Regions from separate parts of the Salvelinus alpinus genome. Here region 1 is linked to region 2. A link is a contact called in public Hi-C data. All regions are on one chromosome and are shown on one strand. The core of a region is the stretch at or near the end of the contact, and the rest is flanking DNA. Distances in the headings are between cores, read along the strand shown.

Region 1 (6,286 bases), core at 269-2,768, 170 kb after region 2:
GTTCCAAAAATACCTTTTATTGCGACTCACTGCTCATCCACTGATTTCATCTGGCATTGAGTCATATCTGCATCTGCCAAGGCTGACCTCAAACAAAGGTGACTGAATGCATTCAGAACAGTAACCAGGGGATTAGATGTGGACATGGATTTGACACGCAGGGTTTTCTTGATCATTAACCTCAATCAGCATTACTGACGAGTGGTTTCCCTCTAATGACACGGACCTGGATCGCTGGATCACAGACAGACAGACAGACAGCAGTTAAACATATTCAGTTAGACAATCTATCATAATTTTGTATGAAGAATATACTATCAATTCAATATCAACTATTTCCGTACACCTCGGCAATGGTTAACTGAGGCTCTCAGCTCCTGGCTCCCGGCTTTCAGTAATGGGGCTCCCGAGTGGCGCAGTGGTCTAAGGCACTGCATCTCAGTGCTAGAGGTGTACTACAGACACCCTGGTACGAATCCAGGCTGTATCACAACCGACCATGATTGTGAGTCCCATAGAGCGGTGCACATTTGGCCGGTGTAGGCAGTAAGTAAGAATTTGCTCTTAACTGACTTTTCTATTTAAAACAAAGGTTAAATACAAAATGAAACCAGGTCTGTGAAGTTTTGCGGCTCTTTGGATCTATGAAATGGTTCTGGGCTGTTGAAGCCATACATCCTCTAATGCAGCTGACAGCGAATTTTCATCACAGAATCTTCTCCCAGAAGTGAAATAATGTCTGCCCTGGAGGCAAATTAAATGAAGAGAAATGAACATGCTGAGAACTTGGCTGTAGATGGCTAAAGTTAAAGGTGATGGAATCAAATTGATGCATAGGCGGAGGTACCTCATCACAAGACAGACAGCACAGAAACGTCATATTAGGTTGTAATTACATTTATCGCAGTGAGCCCGTCCTGTGATTGACAATGGACCGCCCAAGAAGGCTTTAGTGTCCATGTTAGACTGGTTTGATATATATTAGATAGTGCATCTCTGTCAAAATGTATGCCAATTAATTTTAAAACACTGTTTAAAATGTGTCGGCCAATCAGCTGTGTTTTTAAATTGGTTCTCTCAAGAAATAGGACAGTGTCGACTTTCATTATGTCAATAATGGTGAAATGCAGACTCAAAATGACCTGGCTGTCAAACCAGATAGGCTGAGGTAGCCTAATGAGCTTCTGTTGATGAGGGCTAGCAGATTCACTCAACTATGTGCTGATCAAATACATGACCCGAAACCAATGCATATTTATTCCCTGTAGTTACAGGTAGACTTAATAAACCATTTAGACTCCAAATTCCAGTTGCCATGTCTGGGATGTGTGCAATGGGCCTAAAGTAGGCTATTCTCCTAGCCTGCACATTTTCCTGTAGTCTGCTGCACTCTGCTGGTAGAGCATGGCAGTAGTAGTTGTAGAGCGCCACAGGGGGCGCTGCTGCAGACCAATGTCATGATTGTAAAAGGAAGTGCGTATGTTATTGTTTCAAAAGTTCCAGTCTGCCGGAAGCTCATACGAAGAAGATTATTCCGGAAGTGAACCCGTTCTTATTATACCTTAGTGAGTGAACCGCGTTGTCTGTATAACTAGCCACGATGGCTAGCAGAGATGGAAACTATAATAACAGAAATCAAAATGATGGTAGAGGCTCTAGGGGCGGTGGACAGAATTTCGGTAGAGGCTCCGGTGGCCGCGGGCAGAATGATGGTAGAGGCTTTGGGGGCGGCGGGCAGAATTCTGGTAGAGGCTCTGGAGGTGGCCGGGGTGGCGGGCGTAATGCCGATCCCCCGCCAATGCCCATGTCCTCCCCGCTCATGGGCAAGAAGAAAAAGCCCTTCCTTGGGATGGCCGCGCCGCTAGGCTATGTGCCTGGACTCGGCAGAGGGTAAGCAGGCATGATGTTAGTTAGCTTAGCCACATAGCTAGCTAGCTACAGTAACTAAGCCACCTTAAATCTTGAATTTGGCTGGCAATCAAGTACTTGTACCTAAATCTTGCTAATAGTGTTAAGATGCAATACGTCTAAAATTCCTTCTTTCTTGTTATTAAGTAACGTTAGTAACTACTTGTGCACCAATGCAATGTTTGGCTCGCAATCTACCTATGTAAACCCTCCAGAACCAGACTGAAACAAAAACTACAGAGGCTGTGGTCTCCAGAAGCAGGATTGAAGATAGCCAGCGTTCTGACCAGCTTGCTTACAACTGCACTAGGGTCTGACAGACTTCCAGTGTAGATTAAGACACCGCTGAGCCAACCCGAGATATGGCTCGGAAAATGTATCTCGATACAGGGATGAGAAATGAGTTATACTCCGAATTGCCCCATTATCCCAACTGAACTATTACAACAACCGCAATTTTTTTTAGCAGTCGTTTAATCTTCTCGGTGTAACAGTTGGGATAATGGGACAATTTGAAGAACACCACATTTCTCATCCCTGGATTGAGGTATGTTTTCCAAGCCATCTCTCGCACCTGCTCTGCTGTGTAATACTCTACACAGGAAGCCTGTCTGACCCTAGTGCAGGTGAAAGCAAGCGGGTCGGATCTGCTGGCTAGATTGAAGAATAATGTTCTAGTCTGTTGTTGAATCTCTCCATCTAACTCTACCTCTTCTGTCTCCAGAGCCACAGGTTTCACCACCCGGTCTGATATCGGTCCCGCTCGAGATGCCAACGACCCGGTAGATGACCGCCATGCTCCCCCGGGGCAGAGGACGGTGGGGGACAAGATGAAGAAGAACCAGGAAGATGACGAAGAGGATCTGAATGACACCAACTATGATGAGGTGCTTGTTTATACATGACACCCAAGAACAAGTTCAGGCAAAGCTCAGCTCTCAACGTATTGTAACATCTGCCTCTGCCCACTTTGTCTCAGTTTAACGGCTATGCTGGCAGTCTGTTCTCCAGTGGACCCTATGAGAAAGACGACGAAGAGGCAGATGCTATCTACGCAGCTCTGGACAAGAGGATGGACGAACGACGCAAGGAGAGAAGGTGAGAGAAGAGACTTCCATGTGTTTATTAGTGTGGGTTACTGCTCCTGAGGGGGTGTGTGTGTGTGTGTGTTACTGCTCTGTTGTGTTAACCCAGTCTGTCCTGTGTGGTCCCCAGGGAGCTGAGGGAGAAGGATGAGATAGAGAAGTACCGTATGGAGCGCCCCAAGATCCAGCAGCAGTTCTCTGACCTCAAGGTTGGTCACTGTGTTCACATGGCAACAGAGTCAACTCTCCTGTACTGTCTCTGAGCAGTCCTACCTTTAAATCTGCCAAAGACACAATTTCCATCTCTTAATGGATAATGACATTGAAAGCAATACATATATTCTACATTCTCTCTCCCTTTCTCTCTCTCTGGCTCTCGGTCTCTGTGTGTAGAGGAAGCTGTCAGGAATGTCAGATGAGGAGTGGCTGAGTATCCCGGAGGTTGGCGATGCCAGGAACAAGCGCCAGAGGAACCCGCGCTATGAGAAACTCACCCCTGTACCAGACAGCTTCTTCTCCAAACACCTGACCACAGGAGACAAGCACACCACCGTGGACCCACTGCAGGGGGTTAGTAACGTTACATGCACAGAAGCAGACACACACTCAAGCATACTCACCAACTTCTAAGGGTCATGCATCGCCGTACTCTCATACCACGCTCTCTCTGTTTTGTCACATGTTGCAGTTTCATTATGTGCCTGTAGGAGTCAACTTCTGCTGAAACATTCTCCAAATCCTACCTAGGGCTGTTGGGGAGACTGTATTACCGCCACACCGGCAGTCACGAGTCATGACCGCAGTAAAATTCCATGTGACTGTCGAGTCACAGTAATCTCCTCTTATGCACTCTGGACATGCTTCGGTAGTACCCAACTTGCTAACGATCATTGGGTCCTGATGGCCTGGTCCTCAGGGCTCTATTGTCCCTCCATCAGGTCCCGATGGCCTGGTACTCAGGGCTCTATTGTCCCTCCATCAGGTCCTAATGGCCTGGTACTCAGGGCTGTATTGTCCCTCCATCAGGTCCTAATGGCCTGGTACTCAGGGCTGTATTGTCCCTCCATCAGGTCCTAATGGCCTGGTACTCAGGGCTCTATTGTCCCTCCATCAGGTCCTAATGGCCTGGTACTCAGGGCTCTATTGTCCCTCCATCAGGTCCTAATGGCCTGGTACTCAGGGCTCTTGTCCCTCTAACCACTCTGACATCAATGTAAATGCTTTCTACGGTGATGATTAATTCAAAACACCCATACTATTAGAGCTTATGCATGGTCTTATGATCGTGCCCTTATACAATACATATTATGCATGACAAAAAACATCAAACAAAACTGATTTAAGATGTCTTTGGTACATAGTTGGTCTGGCCTTTGAGTGTGGACTGTATTATTATGCATACTGGATCGACTGGTCACCTTATGCTCCAAAATGTCTATCCATGAGTCTGGGAGAGAACGTATAGCCCTAGGCTGATTGTGCAGGGCGGCTTACAGTTAGCCTACAATTAGTAAATTTGTATTTGGTTTTGAATAGCCTAGTAATAGGGCTTTTTTTTCATAATTCAATTGTGACATTACTTTAAGCTATACAGAATATCTCACCACCATGCATTTCCATCTCCCCTCTCCTTTATTTTTTTCTCAAGCGCGCAGGCGGGCTGTCAACAGTTTAGTGAAATTTGTTTAGTTGTGAAAACATGTTACTATCGATGTTCCCGAACAGATTCCACTTGGTTTCCCAAATTAAGCACTTGCTATCTGCAGGATCAAGGTTGAAGGGCCCATGGCATACAGAGTTTGGGTGGAAAATCCCGTCGGGCAGCAAGAGCATGCTCCTCAAACAGTGGTTGATGCGTGGAGTGAAATAAATGGAGTGAAAATTATGTTTATTTCTAAGCACATGCTCCGCTATAAAACCGAAGTAGCCTACAAAAGTGACTGGCGGGAAAGCACGCGGCCTACATTCACTATTCCAGTGCATACAGATGACATGTCTTTTGTCCCCTGTCCATTTGATAATGGGACATTCTAAATCGAAACAAATTTTACATATTAGTAAAGACATGATTATAATTGAGAATTGTCTGATGGGTGAAAATATGATCACTTGATGAGAGAACAGCTGTGCAGCCTGAGGCAAGGAAGAGAGCAAGTCTTTTTTTGCTACTTTCTCAAATCATCAATAGCCTATAGTCCCACCATGCAGCCCATATCTGTTCTGATTTCTAACACATTCTAAGGTTTGTATCATTCACAACTAAGGTTGACAAATAACAAAATCTAGCATATAGGACCTGTTTCAAATGATCACTTTTACACTTACTATAAAATAATGAAACGGGACTTATAAGCATATCTTGTCAGCTAATGGAACAGCCTATGACATGGAGTATAGCCATATAACTAACATACAGTAGGCCAACTCATATTCTGTTCTTCTGAAATACATTTTCTTCATATCATAATGTTTCTTTAGACCTGACTAAAATAAAGAATGGATTTATTGTGAGGGTGTATATTCAGGGTTGGGTAGGTTACTTTCTAAATGGAATCCGTAACAGTTAGTAGTTGTCTAAAATTGTAATCTGTGAAGTAACTTTTGTATTACCCAAACTCAGTAATGTAATCTGATTACATTTGTTTACCTTGAGATTACTTTCCCCTTAAGAGGCATTAGAAGAAGTCAAAAATGTATGTTACCAATTGAACGTCATCTATTGCAGGATAAATCAATGTTAAAGTTTACATATCTGGCCATATATGGATGTTACATTTTGCTTTATGGGTTGTTTATGTAGGCTTCTTCTAACCCATCGCTTTCTACTACATATAATAATACTATTAAATTGTATCTTTACATTAAAAACCAAAGTCTATCAGAATTCCATATTTCCAAGTCCTATTCTTGAAGATCAAGGGGTATTACATTTATTGGACTGACTGGCAGTATAGATTAGCCAAATTGTTTTACCTGCGCATGACCCCAAAACTAAGGATTTATTAGCCAGCCCTACTCTGTTGTTTATGATTTTGTTGTCATGGAGGACTGATCGGGCTCATTGATTCGAGTTGAAAAATAAATCCTGCGCTCATGGAATGGCATGCTTTGAGCACTACTGAAAAGTGCTATTTACATGTGAAAAATAAATGCCATATGCTGCATTTGTTATAGGCCTATTGTTTACCTTTTTGTTGGACACTGATATCTTGATAATATGCCGCTGTTTAAAGGGCAAATCTTATGCTCGCTTCGAGCCAAGCAACACTAAAGCATGCACGAGAGCACCAGCT
Region 2 (6,858 bases), core at 890-3,389:
AAGGCTCATTATAATGGCTGGAAGGGAGTCATCGGAATGGTACAAAAAAACACATAAAAGATGTTGTTTCCATGTGGTTGATACCATTTCATTGACTCCATTCCAGCCATTATTATGAGCCGTCCTCTACTGATATATGTACACTGTCTATTGTGTCCCTATTGTGACTTGCCCTCATTGTCATGTCTATAACACTGTTGACACTAAAACAAATTCATTTTTATTCATTTGCTGATTGATGTACCATGGTTGATTTCTGATTTGCAATACAGTTTTTAATTCAACTAAATGTTATTCTATATTCACAGTAGCTTACTATACACCCAGAGCAGTGAACGCACAACTTCCACACACAGTCAAGGCACTGTTAGGACTGCCAGGGAGATAAGCCACACACACACGCACGCACGCACGCACACGCACACACACACACACACACACACACACACACACACACACACACACACACACACACACACACACACACACAGGTTCTGAGTTAAGTAATACCACTTTATTACTGTCATACTACAAGACTGTTCCTGCTACATTACAGCTATTGGCTATGATCCCGCTACGTTAGCAGTACGACATACATTTGATAGTCTACTAACCTAGTCCTGACAGTTATAAATCAGTACATCATACAGCTGGCTGAAACCAAAGCAGAACCCCAGAAACAGCTGCAAAGTGAAAGAGCGGAGGTATTTTGGGAATTGAACACTTCCACATAAAAACACTTTGATGTTTGAAGGCTGCACAGACACATTGCCCTATTCACCTCCTAGGTCACATAGGCTGCAACAGCAGTTTGACTTGCTTCTGTCTCCTCTACTTGAAGATGGTTACATTGCAGCAACATTGTTTGTGGACTGTTTCGATTGATACATTGGTGCATTCGAATGCTGCTGACTACAATGTTTACAGTTCCGTTGATTAATAATAGGGACCTGGGCTTCTAGAAGGCCACACCTACCTGCAATGTCGGGAGTCACCCAACACGAGCAGCCGGGTGGCCCGGGTCACCCACGTGGGGGTCAGGCGGTAGGGCTACACCTCGCGCGGTATATGCGCCTTTCCCGGTTTTACATGGCCATCACACCTGCTGTTCCAAGCGGGTCTGGTCGGGGGCTTCGATGGAGACGGACTGACAGTCGTCACGGTCGTTAGCCACGCGCCTAGTCCCCGTTTTGAATCCGAGGAAAGATGAGGGGAGATGAAGAAGATGAGGAAGAGGGAGGAGGAGGGGGGGAAAGGAGATGCCAATTAAAATCCTAAAGACGTTCACCTTATTTCCAGACTCCACTTTTCCCCCTTTCGTGCATTAATATGGCAACCACGAGGCACTTCTTTAATCTCAATCGTCTCGTTGGAAAACTCAAGAAATATGAATATCAGGAGACACGCAGGAAAGATAGAGACGTCTCCGACTCCTTGAAGAAAACATTAAAATACAATAAGGTTTTATATAGGCAGTGAAGCAAAATGGCGACTTTAATATGAAGGAGGAGTAAAAAAAAAAATCCTTGCAATGGCTGGAGCTAAAGGGAGTCACAAAAATATGTTTAGTGCAGTAATTTTCAACAGCTGCAAGCGAGTTGGTTAGAGTAAAAGAAAATGAACCAGAGGAAAAAAGGAATTAAAAGATTCGACCTCGGTCGCTTTCGGTGCAGTCTGCGGTTCCTTACCTCGGGATTATTTCGGGGTTTTATACGGAAATTATCTTCGCGGCCGTGTACAGTAATAGGCTACAGTAATGTGTGTTGAGTCATGCGCGTATCCACTCTTCCTTTGACAGCTGCAACTACAGTCTTCTGGCAACTTGCAAACTCTCGCGTTATTATTATTTTTATCGCGCAAATAATATTCGGGATTTATGCCTAATAAACCCGATTTTGTATCGATACCAAACTGACGGTTTGATGCGGCTCATCTGACGTAACGCCGTGCGGTCATGACGAAAAAGGGTTAGGATAAATTCTTAAAACCAGCCTCACTAAACGTTTTAATCTGGTAATGTTAGGCTACTAAATTATCATTCGGCCTTTATCGTTAATATTCAGGTAGTCAACTGCGCACAGCCTTAGATTGTCAATTGTCGTTGTGCTGTTTCGTCGGTATCATGCCAGTCCATGGCAATCCAAAAAATAGTCCACTCGTAGGCTATAGCAATCGAAACTTGCATAGTGACGCGGGGGCAGAGTAGAATCGGCTATAGGCTACCTATTCTGCTCTATCAGAAACGGATCAATCGATTTAATATGGGATGTTAAATAGGTTGTTCGATGATGTAGACTGTTATGGTTGGGCATTGCTGATTTGTCATTTTATTCCAACACAGTGAAGGCTAATGCAATTTCGAAGGTCACTTGCTTTGAAAGTTTCTCTTATTTTGCCCACTAATGAATTATTATTATTGCTATTACTAAATCAGCAAGCTTCTGCAAGAGCAGCTAAATGTTCCCCATTATACTCTGATATGATATGTATAACACGTGGCCCTCACTCATGCAGCCACTGAATCATAGCCACTTACAGTGGGCTCACACAACCAGAGGAGACTCTCTCAGATGTGATTGGTGCCAGTCAGCATGACCTAATATTTCTTATAAGTGGAAATCATCAGAAACAATGACGTAAACCATGTACACTGGCTGTTCCCCTAAACCCCCAGAAGAGGGCAGGGTTTACTCATTTTAGGGCCTGGCAACGTCAGAGCCCAAGCAGGGTACAGTATATAAAATGTATCCTTCCTTTCGACCACTCTAAAGTAGTTACTGATGAGACATGACTGGACAGTGAAAGCTATATGCCCTTGCTTTCACTTGTCCAATTACATTAGATCAGTTATGTTAGGCCTACGTCAAGGAGCGAATGATTAAGGATGCCGTTTTAATTTCTTTAATCACATTCCTTCTCTAAATATATATATATATGTTAATTTCTTCTCTGTTTCTCTTCGGCTGCGTTTAGACAGACAGCCCAATTCAGATATTATTTTTTAAACTAATTGGTCTTTTGTGAAAAGATTTGATGTGATTGGTCAAAAGATCAATTAGTGGAAAAATATTATCAGAATTTGGCTGCCTGTGTGAATGCAGCCTTCCTCTCAACTGATTAGAAATGGTTTGTAGAGGGCAAGATAACATGACCAAAACCTGCCGCCCTTTCACCTGCCATTCACCCATTGCAGTTGCATTAGAGCTTTACAGTGGGGAGCTACGTTCAATTTCTACCAGATTCTCTAATTTGCTCCAAGATTATTATTTACATTTTTTTTTATCTACCCCTCACATGAAATGTTCATACATTAGATATCCAGTAGATGGAAGTGTTGCCTCACTACTGGGTCCTGTAAGACTGTAATATAGTCGGCTACATTGTCATATGACCACTGGAGAACATGTGTCCTTGTTGATGGCTGTCCACTGAGTAGGCCTAGTCGCCAGTCACTGAAAATACCCTGGTACCTAGTTTTTACTGTTTCAAAGTGCTGGGGTAGGATCTCGGTTTGCAGTTTGAGATAAACACATTGATGGTGTTTTCCATTGGAATATAGCAGAGAAGACAAAAAAAAGTACCTTAGCTTTGGGGATTGAAGTGGCAAAAAAATGACCCCAGATGAGTATATCCCACAGACACATTAGGAGAAATCCGCAGGACTCAATCTCAAATAAATGGGGAGGGTTGACCCTGCCCATCAATCTTCTTCCTCTCTTACAAAATATTAGACCACAGGTTGATGGCAGTCAATAAATTCCTCGGAGCAACAGTACTATCCCAGTGTATGGAGCTACGTCCTACTGTGCCCCTGCTCTGTGTTTTAATGTAACCTAACTGAATGGTTATTGCAGGATCCTGGTTGACAGACCATAAATCCCGTACAGTGATTTACTCCTCTCTTTCTCTGCTGAGCAGGCACACGCCTGGTTAATAGCTAATAAAAGCTGTCAGGTGTACAACCTGTACTACCATTGGCAACTAGAGGGGAGCTGTGTTCTACTCTGCATGTGGCGTCAATCAATGAGGTTTCAAATGGATAATCTGTCCTTCTGTGTGACAGAGGCAGAAAGAGGAGTGAGAACGTGTTGTGGGATTAAAGAATAGCAACCATGATTTAGAAGCCACTGTTTAAGAAACACAGACCTCCAAACCACCTTGGGCATCACTAAGCTCATTTATATCTGAGGAGAGAGAGAGAGAGAAATAAGAAAGGATGGAATAAGAAAGAGAGATAGGGAGAGAAAAGAACACATAAACTGAGGTTATAAACACTTAGAGTCCTCTCTCCCTAACTGCCTGCTCCACAGCTATACAGTCTATCACCTCTACCTATCCACCCATAATGAGATGTCACATAGCTGACAGGACCTGTTTACCATAGAACCATCCATATGATAATGATTTACATGTAATTAGGCAGGGAGATGCTTGGTATCACCCAGTAATTGTCTCCCAGCAGTAAGCCAGACAGCCAGCGAGGCAGGATGGTGACAGGAGAAACTGCTTAGTATTCACTAACATGACTCAGCCACTGAGTGACAGGTGGGGGCGCAGGTGCAAGGTGCCAGACACGCTTCGTTTGGACAGGTGTGACGTCCTCTCTCCCTTTCCATCTCTGATTTTTCCTCTCTCCCTCCCTCACTTCCTTTGTTTCTCATTTAAATGTTTCTGTCCATCCTGTTTTCTCTCTTTTCATCTCCATCTATTCCAATCCTTGTGTATATCTCTCTATTCTATCCATTTGTCCTCTACCACTCTCTCCTTCTCTTTTCTGTGTAAACATCTCTCCCTAGGGCACCAGACAACAGAACAGGTGCAGAAGGAGGAATAGAGAGAGACCTCACCAGACTGTTACCAGAGAAAGGAGAAGTGAAAATACAGGAATATTAAATAATGGCCATCTAATTGTTTGTCCTAGCCAACTGCCCCAACTTTCTTCAATAATGGTCTATATCACAATAGACAGTGTGAAGCCAGTTGCAGAGAAAGAGAAAAACAGAGAGGAAGATAGAGGGAGAGGAAGATCAAGGGAGCGGCAGATAGAGGGAGATAAGGAGAGACAGATCTACAAAGGTAGAGAGAGGCAGATAGAGGGAGATAAGGAGAGACAGATCTACAAAGGTAGAGAGAGGCAGATAGAGGGAGATAAGGAGAGACAGATCTACAAAGGTAGAGAGAGGCAGATAGAGGGAGATAAGGAGAGACAGATCTACAAAGGTAGAGAGAGGCAGATAGAGGGAGATAAGGAGAGACAGATCTACAAAGGTAGAGAGAGGCAGATAGAGGGAGATAAGGAGAGACAGATCTACAAAGGTAGAGAGAGGCAGATAGAGGGAGATAAGGAGAGACAGATCTACAAAGGTAGAGAGAGGCAGATAGAGGGAGATAAGGAGAGACAGATCTACAAAGGTAGAGAGAGGCAGATAGAGGGAGATAAGGAGAGACAGATCTACAAAGGTAGAGAGAGGCAGATAGAGGGAGATAAGGAGAGACAGATCTACAAAGGTAGAGAGAGGCAGATAGAGGGAGATAAGGAGAGACAGATCTACAAAGGTAGAGAGAGGCAGATAGAGGGAGATAAGGAGAGACAGATCTACAAAGGTATAGAGAGGCAGATAGAGGGAGATAAGGAGAGACAGATCTACAAAGGTAGAGAGAGGCAGATAGAGGGAGATAAGGAGAGACAGATCTACAAAGGTAGAGAGAGGCAGATAGAGGGAGATAAGGAGAGACAGATCTACAAAGGTAGAGAGAGGCAGATAGAGGGAGATAAGGAGAGACAGATCTACAAAGGTAGAGAGAGGCAGAGAGAGAAACACAGAGGCAGAGCAAGAGTGAGAGAGAGAGTTAAAATAGAGCGAGAGAGTTAAAAGATAGAGTTAGAAGCGAGAGTTAGAAGAGATATAGTTAAAAGAGAGAGAGTAAGAGGAGATAGATAGAGTTGAGAGAGTTAAGAGAGAGAGTTAAAAGAGATAACAGTTAAAAGAGAGACTTAGAAGAGATAGAGTTAAAAGAGAGAGAGTTAAATGAGAGCGAGAGAGAGTTGAGAGAGAGAGTTAGAAGGAGAGTTAAAAGAGAGAGTTAGAAGAGATAAGAGTTAAAAGAGAGAGTTAGAAAAGATAAGAGTTAAAATATTGAGTTGAGAGAGAGAGTTAGAAGGAGAGTTAAAAGAGAGAGTTAGAAGAGATAGAGTTAAGAGAGAGAGTTAAAATATTGAGTTGAGAGAGTTAAAAGAGAGAGTTAGAAGGAGAGTTAAAAGAGATAAGAGTTAAAAGAGAGAGTTAGAAGAGATAGAGTTAAGAGAGAGAGTTAGTAGAGATAAGAGTTAAAAAAGAGAGCTAAGAGAGAGAGTAAGAAGAGAAACAGTTAAAAGAGAGAGTTAAATGAGAGAGAGAGTTAAAAAAAGAGAGTTAAAAAAGATAGAGTTAAAAGAGAGAGTTAGAAGAGATAAGCGTTAATAGAGAGAGTTAAAAGAGATAAGAGTTAAAAAAGAGAACTAAGAGAGAGAGTAAGAAGAGATAGAGTTGAGAGAGAGTTAAGAGAGAGAGAGTTAAATGAGAGAGAGCATAGAGAGAGTTAAAATAGAGAGAGAGTTAAAAGATAGTTAAAAGAAAGAGTTAGAAGAGATAAGAGTTAAAAGAGAGTGAGAGTTAAAAGAGAGAGTTAGAAGATATATAGTTAAGAGAGAGTTAAGAGAGAGAGTTAAAATAGAGAGTTAGAAGAGATAAGAGTTAAAAAAGAGAACTAAGAGAGAGAGTAAGAAGAGAAACAGTTAAAAGAGAGAGAGTTAAGAGAGATAGAGTTAAAAGAGAGAGAGTGTTAATAACACAACTCAGGAGTATTTATTCTCTCAGT

Evidence for each region. A called contact is a pair of places that touch in the nucleus more often than the background predicts.
Region 1: a Hi-C map of red muscle shows a contact between it and region 2, with 9 times the contacts expected there. The contact joins the promoter of prpf6 here to the promoter of LOC139542910 in region 2. A contact is called at or near these places in 2 of 3 Hi-C or Micro-C datasets (muscle and red muscle).

The regions. Positions count from the first base shown.
Region 1 is chr17:38,382,035-38,388,320 of SLU_Salpinus.1, forward strand. prpf6 (PRP6 pre-mRNA processing factor 6 homolog (S. cerevisiae)) reads left to right here and starts at 1,519. Exons shown (of 21, transcript XM_071348893.1): 1 at 1,519-1,890; 2 at 2,633-2,795; 3 at 2,888-3,006; 4 at 3,124-3,202; 5 at 3,387-3,563. The coding sequence starts at 1,601.
Region 2 is chr17:38,207,988-38,214,845 of SLU_Salpinus.1, forward strand. LOC139542910 (zinc finger protein 512B-like) reads right to left here and starts at 2,140. Exons shown (of 18, transcript XM_071348882.1): 1 at 1,689-2,140; 2 at 977-1,178.